5 separate regions of the Mus musculus genome follow, and regions 1, 3, 4 and 5 are each linked to region 2. A link is a contact called in public HiChIP or PLAC-seq data. All regions are on one chromosome and are shown on one strand. The core of a region is the stretch at or near the end of the contact, and the rest is flanking DNA. Distances in the headings are between cores, read along the strand shown. Region 1 overlaps Cenpu (centromere protein U). Region 2 holds the start of Slc25a4 (solute carrier family 25 (mitochondrial carrier, adenine nucleotide translocator), member 4). Region 3 overlaps Acsl1 (acyl-CoA synthetase long-chain family member 1). Region 4 has its middle 7.8 kb from the start of Gm31111. Region 5 overlaps Casp3 (caspase 3).

Evidence for each region. HiChIP or PLAC-seq counts read pairs in DNA pulled down with a chosen protein or histone mark.
Region 1: a contact with region 2 is called in an H3K4me3 HiChIP or PLAC-seq map of embryonic stem cells, with 28 read pairs. The contact joins the enhancer-like site here to the promoter of Slc25a4 in region 2. A contact is called at or near these places in 7 of 39 promoter capture datasets (3T3-L1-derived adipocytes, the HPC-7 cell line, cranial neural crest and 3 more), 1 of 484 Hi-C or Micro-C datasets (embryonic stem cells), 23 of 115 datasets of contacts at active chromatin or transcription factors (the 230-238 cell line, bone marrow-derived macrophages, differentiating embryonic stem cells and 11 more) and 2 of 9 other capture datasets (embryonic stem cells and liver).
Region 3: a contact with region 2 is called in an H3K4me3 HiChIP or PLAC-seq map of bone marrow-derived macrophages, with 3 times the contacts expected there. The contact joins the enhancer-like site here to the promoter of Slc25a4 in region 2. A contact is called at or near these places in 9 of 39 promoter capture datasets (the C10 cell line, cranial neural crest, embryonic stem cells and 4 more), 2 of 484 Hi-C or Micro-C datasets (muscle stem cells and rod photoreceptor), 10 of 115 datasets of contacts at active chromatin or transcription factors (T-cell acute lymphoblastic leukemia, bone marrow-derived macrophages, cardiomyocytes and 6 more) and 1 of 9 other capture datasets (adipose tissue).
Region 4: an H3K27ac HiChIP or PLAC-seq map of embryonic stem cells shows a contact between it and region 2, with 4 times the contacts expected there. The contact joins the enhancer-like site here to the promoter of Slc25a4 in region 2. A contact is called at or near these places in 2 of 39 promoter capture datasets (embryonic stem cells and pre-B cells), 1 of 15 datasets of contacts at CTCF or cohesin (the NIH/3T3 cell line), 1 of 484 Hi-C or Micro-C datasets (embryonic stem cells) and 3 of 115 datasets of contacts at active chromatin or transcription factors (embryonic stem cells and microglia).
Region 5: a FOXA1 HiChIP or PLAC-seq map of pancreatic cancer cells shows a contact between it and region 2. The contact joins the enhancer-like site here to the promoter of Slc25a4 in region 2. A contact is called at or near these places in 2 of 39 promoter capture datasets (liver and pre-B cells), 1 of 15 datasets of contacts at CTCF or cohesin (the NIH/3T3 cell line) and 5 of 115 datasets of contacts at active chromatin or transcription factors (bone marrow-derived macrophages, embryonic stem cells, large pre-B cells and 1 more).

The regions. Positions count from the first base shown.
Region 1 is chr8:46,572,760-46,575,459 of GRCm38.p6, reverse strand. It overlaps Cenpu (centromere protein U), which reads right to left. Exons shown (of 13, transcript NM_027973.4): 9 at 2,630-2,700; 10 at 1,980-2,027; 11 at 1,550-1,611. Among named protein-coding and RNA genes, the nearest start is that of Cenpu, 22 kb to the right of the region's middle. Within about 2 kb of position 1,274, at least 26 of the 459 cell types and tissues checked have an H3K27ac peak or open chromatin away from gene starts, as enhancers often do. A contact at or near this core is called in embryonic stem cells and pancreatic cancer cells, where this site is marked.
Region 2 is chr8:46,209,805-46,212,504 of GRCm38.p6, reverse strand. It overlaps Slc25a4 (solute carrier family 25 (mitochondrial carrier, adenine nucleotide translocator), member 4), which reads left to right and starts at 1,443. Exons shown (of 4, transcript NM_007450.5): 1 at 1,443-1,693. The coding sequence starts at 1,583.
Region 3 is chr8:46,503,018-46,505,717 of GRCm38.p6, reverse strand. Acsl1 (acyl-CoA synthetase long-chain family member 1) reads right to left here. Exons shown (of 21, transcript NM_007981.4): 3 at 1-69. Among named protein-coding and RNA genes, the nearest start is that of Gm31050, 33 kb to the right of the region's middle. Within about 2 kb of position 1,342, at least 14 of the 459 cell types and tissues checked have an H3K27ac peak or open chromatin away from gene starts, as enhancers often do. A contact at or near this core is called in bone marrow-derived macrophages, where this site is marked.
Region 4 is chr8:46,685,412-46,688,111 of GRCm38.p6, reverse strand. No RefSeq gene overlaps it. Among named protein-coding and RNA genes, the nearest start is that of Gm31111, 7.8 kb to the right of the region's middle. Within about 2 kb of position 1,366, at least 439 of the 459 cell types and tissues checked have an H3K27ac peak or open chromatin away from gene starts, as enhancers often do. A contact at or near this core is called in the NIH/3T3 cell line, embryonic stem cells, microglia and 1 more, where this site is marked.
Region 5 is chr8:46,637,783-46,640,482 of GRCm38.p6, reverse strand. Casp3 (caspase 3) reads right to left here. Exons shown (of 7, transcript NM_001284409.1): 7 at 785-2,564. The coding sequence ends at 2,335. Among named protein-coding and RNA genes, the nearest start is that of Casp3, 22 kb to the right of the region's middle. Within about 2 kb of position 1,377, at least 154 of the 459 cell types and tissues checked have an H3K27ac peak or open chromatin away from gene starts, as enhancers often do. A contact at or near this core is called in the NIH/3T3 cell line, bone marrow-derived macrophages, liver and 1 more, where this site is marked.

The DNA of each region.
Region 1 (2,700 bases), core at 25-2,524, 360 kb before region 2:
AGGTGAAGTGCGGGGGATCTGGGAGGAGACAAAAGTGGGGAAACCATGATCAGAATAAACTATGAAAACATTTTATTTTCAATTTTTAGAAAGAGCTCTTCACACCAAACAACTGAAGATTTCTCAGCAAACTGACGGCCACGGCCAGGATTGCATTCCCTGCCTTCCCTAGGGATGGGACGGGCTGTAACTAAGAGACGCCCCAGTGCCTCAGGCACCTCCTATGCAAAGTTTAAACCATCACACACTTTATCTTACTATGCATTTTCAAAATATTTGTCTGACTACAATTTCACCTAGAAAAGGAACTAAAAAGTCCAGTCTCAACACGTCTCAGTGGTCTCACACTGATGACGAGCTGAATAGAACAGCCTTATTATAGTTTAATTATAGAGCCATACAGTGACCTACCTCATGGAATCATATTGACTAAGCACGGGCCAACTGAATGACGTATTTAGGAAAAGTACCCTCCCATAAAGGAAGCTGTGAACTGTTACTGTCAATATTACTATATTACCCCACTTTTCCTGTTTTGGCCAAATCTGTAAATAACAGAATAGGCAACTAATTTGTCTCTCTCAAAATCCTGTGGCAGTCACTTAAAACCTAGTACTTAGCCCAGCAAGGTAGTGCCCACCTTTAGTCCCAGGACTCGGGAAGCACAGGTTGGTGAATCTACAAGAATTCGAGACCAGCCTGGTCTACAAATTAAGTTCCAGATCAGCTAGAGCTATACAGAGAAATCCTGTCTCAAAAAAACAAAACACAACCTAGTAATTTCAAGTGTTTACTGACAGATCGGAGGATCTGCTCAAGCCTTGTGCGACCACACCCATGTGGTCCTAGGAATTAACGCACTGCTGTTCATGCCAGGCAGGTGCTCTACCACTGAGCCACATCCCCAGCCTGTCCAAGCACTTTTAAAGCATCTTTAGAGTAGAGAGCGTGGCAAACTCTACTACACGAACGCCTCTGGCTCGCACTCCATACCTCAGAAGCCCAAAATGTACAGACAGACTACCACAGTGTGCACTAACCCCAGGGCATGGGGACTGCCCCCAACCCTAGACCTCAGAATAAGGACTGATGTGTCTCTGCAGAGTGTGTATTTCAACAGTCACTGAAGAGCCAGTGACCAGACTGACTTACATAGTAAAACCATCTATCAAAAAGTAAAATAAGCAAGCAAGCAACATAAACAGACCTCTCTGCCTGAGACCAGCAGACAACTGTGCCTAGGTTTACTCAGTGACTCACAGGACACCCTCTAAGGAACAGGTACAGTTACGCCCATATACACAGGAAGGGGCTGAGGCCCTGAACAGTCAGTGCCTCACTCAAGTCTGCAGTCAATGGTAGAGCCTGATTCAAGCTCCAGACAGTCTAATCCTATAGTCTATGTAGCTAAAGCTGTAATCAGACTGCCTGAGACCAGACCAGATGCTGAGAGTCAGAGCAGAGTTGACGGTCCTTACAGCACTCCCCTAAGTGACGAACGCTACTGCCCCTTTAGATGACTTCTCAGATAGAGCAGATATTACCTTACCGAATCAGTTCATCCTGGACTTCAATTAAACGCTGCCTTTTCTTTTCCATGTTGGCAATTATCTGAGCAATATAATAACGTACTTAGGTTAACATGGGAGAAGTTTCAGCACTTCAGCTAAGACTTTGGGTCCATGGACCCTCCTCTTGCCTCCCAGTTTGACTTGTTTAGCAGTTTCATTCACTACAGACCCAGGGGTAATCTTTTCTGTCTATGAGCTGTCTGGGGCTGGGGGGGGGGGTAACTTGGACTGACAAAAGGCTAACAGAGATCCCCATTCCTCAGTGTCCATTAACATTACAAAAGCAATTAAAAACCTGACCAAGCCCACAAAAGCCCTTATAAAACTGCAGGTCACAAAACTACCAGCAAGTGTTTCCTTACTCCCCTGGTTCATAGCCCATGACTCACTAAGAGATTTGGCGATTACCTTGGTGTTCTTCATTTTCAGGGCTTTTAACATCTGGGCTTCTTTAAGCTACAACGACAACAAAATAAAGTATATCTCATTTTCCAAGATGAACTGTATAAAGATCCACATGAGAAGGCCTTTGGGAGACACCAGTTGGTAAACCGCCTGTCACAAAAGCAAGAGGACCCAAGCTTGGATCCTGGCACTGGCACATTTGGATTTTATGAGGGGCTGGTGGGGATGAGTGGGTCCTTGTGGTCCAGCTGAGCTCACTGGCTGGCCAGCCTGGAGAAGCCAATGATCTTCAAGTTCAGTGAGACCTGTCTCAAACAGTAAGTTTTAGGGTGATTGGTGAAGTTACTCAGAGTGGGCCTCTGGCTTCCACATCCACACATGCACAGAAGGAAGTAAGAGGAGTTCTCACGTGTTTCTCGTCACAGAGCCAGCAAGTGCAAGCTGTTCTACAACCACAGGATCATGTCCAAACTTTAGTTTAAAACATTTTAGAGTAGCCAGGTGTATTGGTATCTGCCTTTCATTTCAGCACTTGGAGGGTAGAGGCAGGCAGATCTCTGTGAGTTTGAGACCAGCCAGGTCTACATAGTGAGTTCCAGGACAGCTAGGGATACATACAAAGACCCTGTCTCAAACAAATACAAGAAACTTACCATTCTGATGAGTTCTCCTTTCATTTTAAAATAAAACTTGTTGATGGCTTGATTACAACTTTCAGATTCTA
Region 2 (2,700 bases), core at 194-2,693:
CCCAGCCTTGTTTCTCCCAACTGCAAATAAATACATCACCTATGTGCTCCTGGCATCCCGCCAGTGACCTCTGCTCTAGTAAGTCTTTAGGCTCTGAGCGACACACAGGTGCAGCTCAGTCAGCACCTAACATGAAATATGCATAGATCAGCAAACTTTTAAAAAGATGAACTGCCTTGACCGATGTCCAAACGAAGGTTAGCAAATGTGGGAAAAGAACAGAGTAAGGGGCTTGAAGTTAAACGAAGAAAAGAAAAGAACAACAAAAAAACCCTAATAGCACTCATTCTTGTGGAAGGGGCAGCAGTATGGAAAATATGCACAGTTATATTTGAACTGCCTTAAATGAGGTGAGGGTAACGAAATCTCACATCCATGTATTAAAAACAAAAAACAACAACAACAACAACAAAAAAAAACTGCAATCACTTTCCTGGGATTAGACAGTGCCTCGGCCCCCCTCCCCCAACCTCAAGCTGTCTGTTATAGAGTCAGACACAGCCAAGGAGTCGACCTTCCCAAAAGTCTGAGGACTCTGATCCTTAAGAAGCCGCCAGCCAACTGGAACCATCCTGCACGAAATACGGTTGAGATTCCATTAAGAGCTGAGCACGCATTCAAGCCCTTTAGAGGTCTGTCCACGAGAGAATCCCAAGAGCTGAGAGAGACTAGGAGCTAATAAAGGAGAGTCTTTTCCTTAGGAGTCCTCGGCCTGTGTGTCAGTGTGACAGGCCGAGTTAACAGAAAAGCCACACATCCACATTCACTGCCAAACTGAGAATCCACCTAGCGCCGCTGCATTCTGCTTTTTTTCTTTTTCCCTGATGGCGCAGAGTGCCCGGTGCATACATATTTTCTATTGACTGAATGGTTCAAGGATTGAATGGAGAGAAGTCGGAGACAGGAGCTTGCCCTCTACTATGAGGCAATAATGGCATTAAAAAGATGTTAGTATGTATTTGGGAGGAGTATGATTTATTTGCAGAAACGCAGAGTTCTGCAGAGGCCCGAATCCAGGCAGGGAGCTCTAGTTGGAAACGCCCTGACAACGGGAAGGGGTGGAAGCCTGAAACCTTCTTGGCCAAAAGCACCGTGGTGCAAGATCGAGGTCAAAAAGAGCTTCCCTTGAAGCATCAAGGGGCCCCCTCTCTGTCCCCAGGTCGTCCCCAGGCTAAACCCTCGTGAGCTATAAATACAACGGTCCACATGCAGCAGAGACACGGTGTTCCCTCGGCTCGCTGGGACAGATAGCATGAATTTGCCCTTTAAACGTCCCAAGCTGCAGGCACAGCCCCCAACCCACCCCTAGCTCCCGGAAGCGTCTTCGCCCCCAATGCCCTCTGCAAAGGAGGGGGATGGAGAGGGGCTGTCCAGGGACCAGCCCAGCCAATGCGCGCTGCGCGCTCGCCGGGGTCCCTCCTCCTCTCGCGAGACGCCGAGCCGGGGATATAAGGAGGGCTGCGGTCAGGCGGGCGGTCCCTTCGCGTCGTGCAGGGACGGATTCGGGGTGGCGGTGCCTGGCCGGGCGTAGGCAAGAGCAAACGAGCGGCTCCTTGCAGGCTGTGTGCGCCCGGCTTTCAGCATGGGGGATCAGGCTTTGAGCTTTCTTAAGGACTTCCTGGCAGGTGGCATCGCCGCCGCCGTCTCCAAGACGGCGGTCGCCCCGATCGAGAGGGTCAAACTGCTGCTGCAGGTCAGGACGGCTGGGGGCGCGAGCGGGGCGCGGCAGGGCGCTGGGGGGATGCGGGGCGGGGCGCGCGCGTCAGGGCGCAGGGATGCGGGCGGGGCGCGGGGATGCTGCGGCGCGGGCGCGCGCGACGCTGCGGAAAAATCTGTGCTAGGCCGCAAGCCCGGGGCCTAGGCGAAGGGGAAGGTGCCCTCTACGCAGATACAGGTCCAGCGTCAGTGGCAGATTCCTGGTGTCGGGTGGCGCCCGCGTTGGGGTGTCTATATATGGAAACCCACCCCGAAGCTGGTCTACCTCGAGCCAGATCCTGTGCCCGGTACAGCAAGCGACATTCCATCTAAGGCCTCTTAGGCGGGCCTCACCCTTTGGCCACATCCTCTGCACCTTCTTATCTGCATCCACCCTTGACAATTGAAGCATCAGATTAATCATTGACTGGGGTTCGCTCTATGTCGCGTGCGCTGCGCTATAACTTGACATTGATTTCATTCATCTTTCCTATAACCTCTGCAAGATAGGAATCGTCCTTGGCCCGTATTCACAGATGGAGACACTGAGGCAGAAATCCAGAAGTAATATTCAGGATAAATTCAGACCGCCTTGGCCATCTTGTCCCCATATAATTTTCTCCCCGGTCATTGAAGGGGCCTGCCATCATCATCTGATCCATCTCAAAGGCAAACGCTGTTCAATGGGGAAGAGCCGTTTGGGCATTTAAACATAACACAAAATGCTCCAACAGATTGGCCACGGCAGTAGTAACTCACTAATCACTTGAATTATCTGCTTGAAAATTTTCAGACACCTACTGTTAAGACAACCTTGTCTCGGGGGACATTCGAGTAAAGCAGGGACATTGTCATCTGCTCACCATGTTAAGAGCCCTTGAGGGAGGGATCTTTATTGCCATTCCCCATAAGCCTGCAGGGAATTTCGCTCAAATGTCCTTATAATGTCGAGAAATTGGACTGCTTTTTAGCTTAGTCAAGTAACTAACATTTATTGGTATGTTC
Region 3 (2,700 bases), core at 93-2,592, 290 kb before region 2:
GTCGTAGTAGTACACCAAGAGCTTGTCATCTTCAAGGACTGCTGATCTTCGAATACCATCAGTGGTACCCTGTTGGGAAGAAGGAGGACAGGGGCGAGCAGGATGTTAACAAGAAGCCCACAACATGATGCTTTTAGAGAGGTGCATTTTGTGGCCAAATGATGCTAACTGACATGCCAGTATTTCCCTAGGCTTGTCACATTTTTGTCACACACATACCTAAAATCTTCCATCCTAGCAATTCTCAGGTAAATAACAAGTACACCGTAATGAATGATGGTTGTGATATTGTAACACTGATTCCCTGTGCCTATTTTACTCACCGTAACACCATCAATACCTGCTGCCATCTCTATTTGTCAGTTAGGTGTAAAATAAATACAGACTGCTGTGCAGTGACTAGCAGCTGAATGAAGGAGTGCTGATGTGCTAATAATGTAAATAATGTAAGCCAGCCGCGGTGGCTCAGGAGAAGCGAGGCTAAGACAACATGGCCGTGAACAGAGTCTTACGGAAAGAAAACTGAGAGGAAAGAAAAGAAGGAGGAGGGGAGAGGACAGGGAGAGGAGAGAGAGGAAGAGGAAGAAGATGAGGAAGAAAATGAGAGGGAGGAGGAGCCCACTGCTGCTGTTCATCAATTTCTAAATACCTGTCCTGCCAGACAAAGTCAAAGAGAGCAAGGGACAACAGAAAAATGTTCCCACCACACATACTTTTTAGTTCTCAAAGCATCAACCGACAGAACATAGCTTGGGAGGAAATAAAGAGACCATTCAATTTTACTTCCACGAGTCACCCACACTTGAGGCTCTCTCATTACAAACTGAATACAATCCATTAGGACCTGAGGCTCCTTAAGTGGCATCTCAGGGTTAATGTCATTGGCGACTGAATATAGTAAGTCTGAGCAGATGTAGGTTCTTCCAGGCGTTTATTTGTGGCTTGGGCAGGTGTGCATACCTGCTGCTGAACACCTTCTGCTAAGTTGTCTCCACCTGCTGGGGCCTAAAACAGCAGAAGGAGCTGAGCTAAGACCATATGTGACTATACGGGACCATACGGGACCATACGGGAGGTCCAGGCAGCCGCAGGAACCCCTCAAACACTCTTACTACACTGGTAGGTAAGTATTCAACTACTAGGTTAGAGCCTGCTTATTTCACATTTCAAAGAGGGCTCTTCACATTTACAACACTGGGAAAACCCTTGAGGGAAATTAGACCATGAGATGAGACCTTCCAGCACCACAGGAAAGGATTGTCCAAAAAGTGGAAGCGGTCACTCTGGCTTGAAGTTTGATCAAAGAAAACAGGAAACCGCCCCTAACTAGTGAGGTCAAAGAGCAGTGAGAGTTGGCGGGCTCAGGGAAAGAGACAATACTGAGGCTTCCTAGTGAGAAGTCTACATAAGTAAGGACCAAAAAACAAACAAACAAACAAAAACAAAAACAAAAACAAACAAAAACAAAACACAATGGACCAAGGAGAGGACAGAGGTCAGAGAAATAGGGAAATGGTAAGGAGATGAGAGGGGGTGAGGCTGCAGGGCATGGGGGAGCAGAAGGGCCATGTGCCATACAGTACTGCCTTGTCTGCCCTAGGCCAATCCACTTTCCCCACCAAGTGAAGGGCAAGCGGTCTGGCTGTCCATGCTGCCCACGAGGACCTCAGCTCAAGAGTGTCACGGTGATGTGGAACCCTTCACAGCATCTCTCAACACAATATCATCTCTGTAAAAGCAGCGATGAGCTGCGCATTCCACAGAGCAGCGCCTCAGCTGTCAGTGGAGTAGTGGGGAGGACACAGCCAAGGCCCAGGAGCCCGAGATTTGTGCTGTGGTTTGATCAGAAGAGTTCCCGGGGCCTCGTGCTGTCAATGCCTGTTCCCTAGCCAGGGCTGCCGGTTGGGAAGGCTGCTGGGAACAATAAGGGAGAGTTTCCCTGGGTGTTTTGCCTGCACAGAGCGCCATATGAAAGCATTTTTCCAGGTTCGCCCACCTTAGAACCAAGAGGCCACTGCAGCCAAGGCTCACAAGGGTCAACATTGCTGCAAGGATCCCCCACCCCCACCCCTGCCAACCCGGCCTGTAGATGAAGGTATGAAGGTAGAGACAAAGTTCCAGTAGAGTTCAAGGCTGTTGGGGATAGCAAGAACACAGCCTGTTTGTCAAGGAGCGCTTTAAGCACAGAAGAGAGCCATCCTAGGACAGAGGCCAAGTAAGCCAAGGGCTTTCCAAGCCCACTGCCGCGTGCATCACGGCAACACGTGCCTCTCATGATGGGCTTGGAGCTACAGGATTTGATGTTTGTTGCAATGCTGGCTTTGGGCCTGCCTCCCCCCCCCCCCCCCCGCCCCATGTCACAGTTGGGCTGTTGACTCTGTGTCCTCCATCGTACACTGGAAGCACAGTGTCTGTATTTTCTAGGAGCTCATAGCTAAAAGACTGCGTGAAGTCTCAGCAAAGACTCTGGATACGGACTTTTGGGCAGTGGCCAAACTGTGGGCTATGGGACTAAGTTAGACTAAATGTATTTTGTTATGAGATGGTCAATAGCCTTTGGGAGGTTTAGAACGCAATGGTTTGAATCTGGACCGTTAGCCCACAGACTCATGCTTTGATGATGGGTTCTCCAGGCAGTCACTCTAAGAGAGGCGTGGAACCTTTAAAAGGTGGAGCCTAGCAGACAGAGGTGGATGACCA
Region 4 (2,700 bases), core at 117-2,616, 480 kb before region 2:
GATAATGATCTCCTGTAGCTGGAGCTACAAGTTGGACCTCAATCAGTCCTCTACAAGAGCAACAGGTGCTCTTAACCACTGAGTCATCTCTCCAACATTTATATCTTAACTAGCATTTCTAGTTAATCTGACCTCTTATTACACAGTCCACATTATTTTTGTTTTAACCATCATCATATCATTATTAGCATCTCAATTTTAGGGTGTTTATGGAGAAGGAGCGTGTCCTTTTGAGTTGCTTTCACAAAACTATCAAGTACGGAGAGGAAGCATAGTGACTCACAGAGACTCCAGAATCAACAAACTAGGACATGCATCTTAAGCCCCCGACCCACCCATTTCCTCAACAGTGTCTTTTTATAAAGAAATGTATGCCCACTTTGAGTCACCTTTTTTGAATTTTTTAAAGTATGCTAGGCAAGTACTCTACCACTGAGCCCACCGCACTCACCCTTTAGCCCATTTCAATCTGAACTGGATGGGAATTGTAGTTCCTTAGAAATTACACCACACGCGCGCGCGCGCGCACACACACACACACACACACTTTCAGTTTTCCCTAAGTAGTATCTTCAAGACACATTAGTAGTAATAGGTTTTAAAAGATTAGAAAAAAAGGATTCCAGGCCAACACTAACAAAATCCTTAAAAACACCTGGTAAAGAAAGCACGCATACGTTTGCAGAATAAATTATCTGACAACTTATCTATAGTATTTTTATTTTTCACTAAAATGTCCGTGGTTTAAAGGGGGTGGGTGAAAGAAAAGAAAAGAAATGGTCACTAAACCACTATAACTCAGGATTGCTGGCCTGTCTCACTGATGATCTCTGACAAGTCCAAGGACTCGGCTGAATGACAAGAACAACAGCCAACCACCTGTAAGAGGACTGCCTGAAGGCGGAGCCAACGCCTCTCCCAGAAAGCAAGGTCTGTGCACACCAGAAAACGGGACAGATGCCGCCCTGTTATGGCTTGCTGTCCCCCTCTCCTCCCAGAAAAATACAAGCTAGTCCCAGTGACCTCCCAAAAAGACCCTAAATCCAGTAGTCAGCAAGGTTACTAACACTCCGGAAGTCCTTCGCAGGAAGTAAGGCTGCGCGGGCGGGGACACGATGCATCCTGGGAGATGTAGTCCACACTTGTGGCGCGCAGACGCAGTGGTAATGCAAGGTAGGCGTGCAGAACCCTGTGCGAGTTTAGTTTTCATTAATGATGTACTTTAAAAGGTATCAAAAAAAAGTCAGGTACTGGGGCCTAACGGCCTCGTTTCATATCACAGGGACAATCTATGAGTTCCTGCTAGACAGGAAGACTCGGTTTAGGAAGACAGTCCCTATCTAGTGGATCTGAAATAGATTGAGATAGCCCCCAAGTGGACAGTGAGGAGAAACCACATCTGTGCTATCAACAAACAGGTTGTTAAATCCAGGGAGGCAAGCCTTCCAAGGAGAGAAGTCCCACATCAGTCCCACTCTCTTTGAAATATAAGACTGCTATTGAAAATGTGTGTGTGTGTGTGTGTGTGTGTGTGTGTGTGTGTGTGTGTGTGTGTGTGTGTGCGCGCGCGCGCGCGCGCCAAAATCAAGATTAAAAAAGGTACCATCTGGAAGCTTAAACAGCAGAATGTTAAGATTAAGTTTTGGATCAAGAGATTACATTTCTGTTTCATGCATTTCATTATTTGGAAGGATAAAGAATCCCTTTTAGGTAGACTATGTCAAATGTAAAGCAAAGCATGTAGAATACATATTTTATACACCGGATATTTTCTACCATGTTATTTGAACATAATTTAAATTCATTCTCTCTCTCTCTCTCTCTCTCTCTCTCCTTCTTCTCCTTCTTCTTCTTCTTCTCCTCCTCCTCCTCCTCCTTCTTCTTCTTCTTCTCTCCTCCTCCTCCTCCTCCTCCTCCTCCTCCTCCTCCTCCTCCTCCTCCTCCTCCTCCTCCTTCTTCTTCTTCCCTCCTTTTTTTCTAATGGAACAACTCAGGAAAAAAAATTCTTTACAACGTGAATTCTAATTGTTGATAGCACTTGAACTATTAAGGATTTGTTAATATTATGTTTGTACTCTATGAGTTTGCTTAACTTGTTCTTTATTTCTTGTGTATTTTTTATAGATCCTTTAGGATTTTTTTCTTAATATGGACAACCTCGTCATCTTCAAATATAGTCTTTTTTATTTTTTCCAGCATGTGTGTTTTATATACTTTATTGCCTTGTTGCAATAGTTGGGACAGAAATGAGGGCAGTCACTACTGGCTTCTTCCTCGGATATAAAGAGAGAGCCGTTCAGTCTTTCCCAGAGGACTGGGTATTGACTATGGATTTGTTGTTATTGTTTCTCTGTTGTTATTGTATCTCTTTTACAGATATCCTAGGGGTTTTTTTGTTGTTTTTTTGTTTTTTGGTCTATTTTTAGGTTTCTGAAAGTTCTGAAAGTTACCGTCTAAGCTTGGTCAAATTCTTTTACTTGAAATGGTGGTGTGCTTTTGGGGTTGTTTTTGTGGTTGGTAGTGTTGATGTTGATTGACACACTTAGTTATATTGCTTGGTTTTTCAGAGTTCAAACAGGTCTTTCATCCCTAGGTTGAACACGGGGTAATGTTATTCCCATAAAATAAGTTAGAAGATACTTCCTCCTCTTTTCGTTCCTGTAGTTGTTTATGTACAATTTGTATCATTCTGTCTCCTGT
Region 5 (2,700 bases), core at 128-2,627, 430 kb before region 2:
TTCCTTTTAACATGGATTCTGGGGATCAAGTTCTAGTTCAGGTTCTTGTGCTGGCAAGGAAACTGCTTTACCCAGCTAACTACTCCCAGACCCATAGCTCCAGTTGTTTTCTTTGTACTATCTCAGACCTCTTTATATAGATAGTATGGAAATTACAATGGGCTAGCCTTTTCTCCACACATTAAAGAGCTAGTCTTTAAAGGTTTAATTTCATGTATATAGGTATTTAGCCCACGTGTATGCCTCTGCACCATGTGCATAAAATTCCCAAGGAGGCAAAAAGAGGCAGTTGGGTCCCCTGGAGCTAGTTACAAAAAATTGTGAGCTGCCATGTGGGTGCTTGGGTTCAAATCCAGTTCTTCTGAAGAACAGCCGACGCTCTTAACTGCTGAGTCATTTCTCCACCACCCTATCCCCTGTTAGAAAGCAGCTAGACAAAAACATTCGTGACACGCTCCTCCTTGTGTACAGGAGTTCCTTGATCCACTTTTGACCTTCACTTTAGAGAAGCTGTGGTTATTATGTAAACTTTGGAGGAGCTGAGTCCCCACCCCTTCCTGTATTCTTTGAGTATATTCTACCTATTTCTTTGGGTTTAAATCCTATCATATCAGAGGTTCTTCCACTTGCCAACACCTTAACATATTAGATTAAGGCCTTGTTGCATCCTCTGACTCTCTCAAATTAGACTGTGGGTTAAAATTATTTTAACTTTCACTTAGTTATTACAACAGCAAAAGTATTGACGACGACAACAACAACAACAACAACAACAAACCCTCAAATACACTGATAATTTTAAATCTGAATTTATGTTTTGAAATAAAATTGCAAGGTAACAAACTTTTATAAAATTGTCACATGGGAACACACTTTAAAATACCATCACATGCTGCATTCACTTAGAAAGCGTTAACAACAAAGCCAGTCTAAACAAGAATCTATCCGTTACAATGTGAGTTCCTTCCTTTCTTTGTGCAACAAGGAAGCTTAGGAGAAATGCTGCGAGAGCCAGCAGTGACTCAGCACCCCCATAAGGAGGCCAGGAGCAGAGCACAGTCTCCCTGAGGATGGACTGCAGCCCGCAGCTTCTCCACATGGGCTGCAGGGCTATTGCTGGATGCTTTCCAAGTCCTGTGTGCCCTGGCCCTTTCGTTTCTAGCACAGTATAAATATCACCATTATTTTTCCTTTCTTTGTAAACGTCAACAGAAAAGTCAGCATGCTACAGACTCTGGACATGGAGTCCAGTGAACTTTCTTCAGACTCTCAGCCCTCTGGGAAAGCCTTTTTGCAGAAGTTTGTGATCTGGTTCACTTTCCCACGTGGTAACTTGGACATCATCCACACAAACCAGAACTCACAAGGGGGGTGGGGTGAGGGGTGGGGAGTCCAGCTGGCAGGCCTTTTCTGAAGATGTGCCCATGGCTCTGCCAAGTCTCTGCTCTGGCTCAAACCACATTCTCTCCAACTACAGTAGATTTCATCTCTCCTTTTCTTAAGCTCTGTTTGACAACTGGTATTATAGTATATTCCTATAGAATTCCTGTACTTCATTCTAATAATCAACCATTTGAGGCTGTTACATAACAGCTCTTGAGATATTTTGCTGGTCTGTAAGACCGAGCTGATTTGTATAAGGATAAGTAAGAAACAAATGCTGATGGATTTTAGCACCTTGCCTTCAATGAGTCAACCAAGTTCGCACACGGTTTTCCTCTCACATAAATACTCAAGTTATTTTTGTTCCAGTAATAAAACATGATTTTTTTTTTTAAAATAACAAATACGTGTTGTGGACAACTGTCACAAAACCAGTAGCTATAATGCATGCTATGGTGGTCCAACTCTTCACTTCCATAAATCAGGTCCAAAACAAGGGTTCCAGCCTTTGACTCTGCTCATGGATTCAAGTTCTAAGACATTATCATTTGACATTATTGTTTCTACGTTTAACGAAAACTAGAACAACATTCTTAACATGAGTGGGGAGTATAAAATCATCAGTGGAAAAGCTGTACTGCTTCAAAATGACTTCAAAATTCATAGTATCGCCAAATCTTGCTAATTATAAAAGGGCAACTTTGTAATTTCATCTAGGATGATAGTACCATCATTGACAGTTACTTGCTCCTTATTAAATTAAATTTCATTTCAACTACCTGATGTCGAAGTTGAGGTAGCTGCACTGTGGCTGGCTGCATTGCTAGGCAGTGGTAGCGTACAAAGACCAGGAGGACCGTCAGATTAGATTTAAATGAGAGTCTCCCTGACAGCTTTCTCATTTGGCATAACAAAACAGAAACACGCCCCCCCCCACCCCCAATCATTCCTCTAGTGATAAAAGTACAGTTCTTTCGTGAGCATGGACACAATACACGGGATCTGTTTCTTTGCGTGGAAAGTGGAGTCCAGGGAGAAGGACTCGAATTCCGTTGCCACCTTCCTGTTAACGCGAGTGAGAATGTGCATAAATTCTAGCTTGTGCGCGTACAGCTTCAGCATGCTGCAAAGGGACTGGATGAACCACGACCCGTCCTTTGAATTTCTCCAGGAATAGTAACCTAGGAGGCAAAAATACGAAGGACTGTATCTTCTATTACACCACAGCATCACTCTGGAGGAGTCTACACATTTTCATATAACCAGAACGATCCAGACAGACATAAGCTTCCTCAGTCTTAGAAGCCACACAAAGGA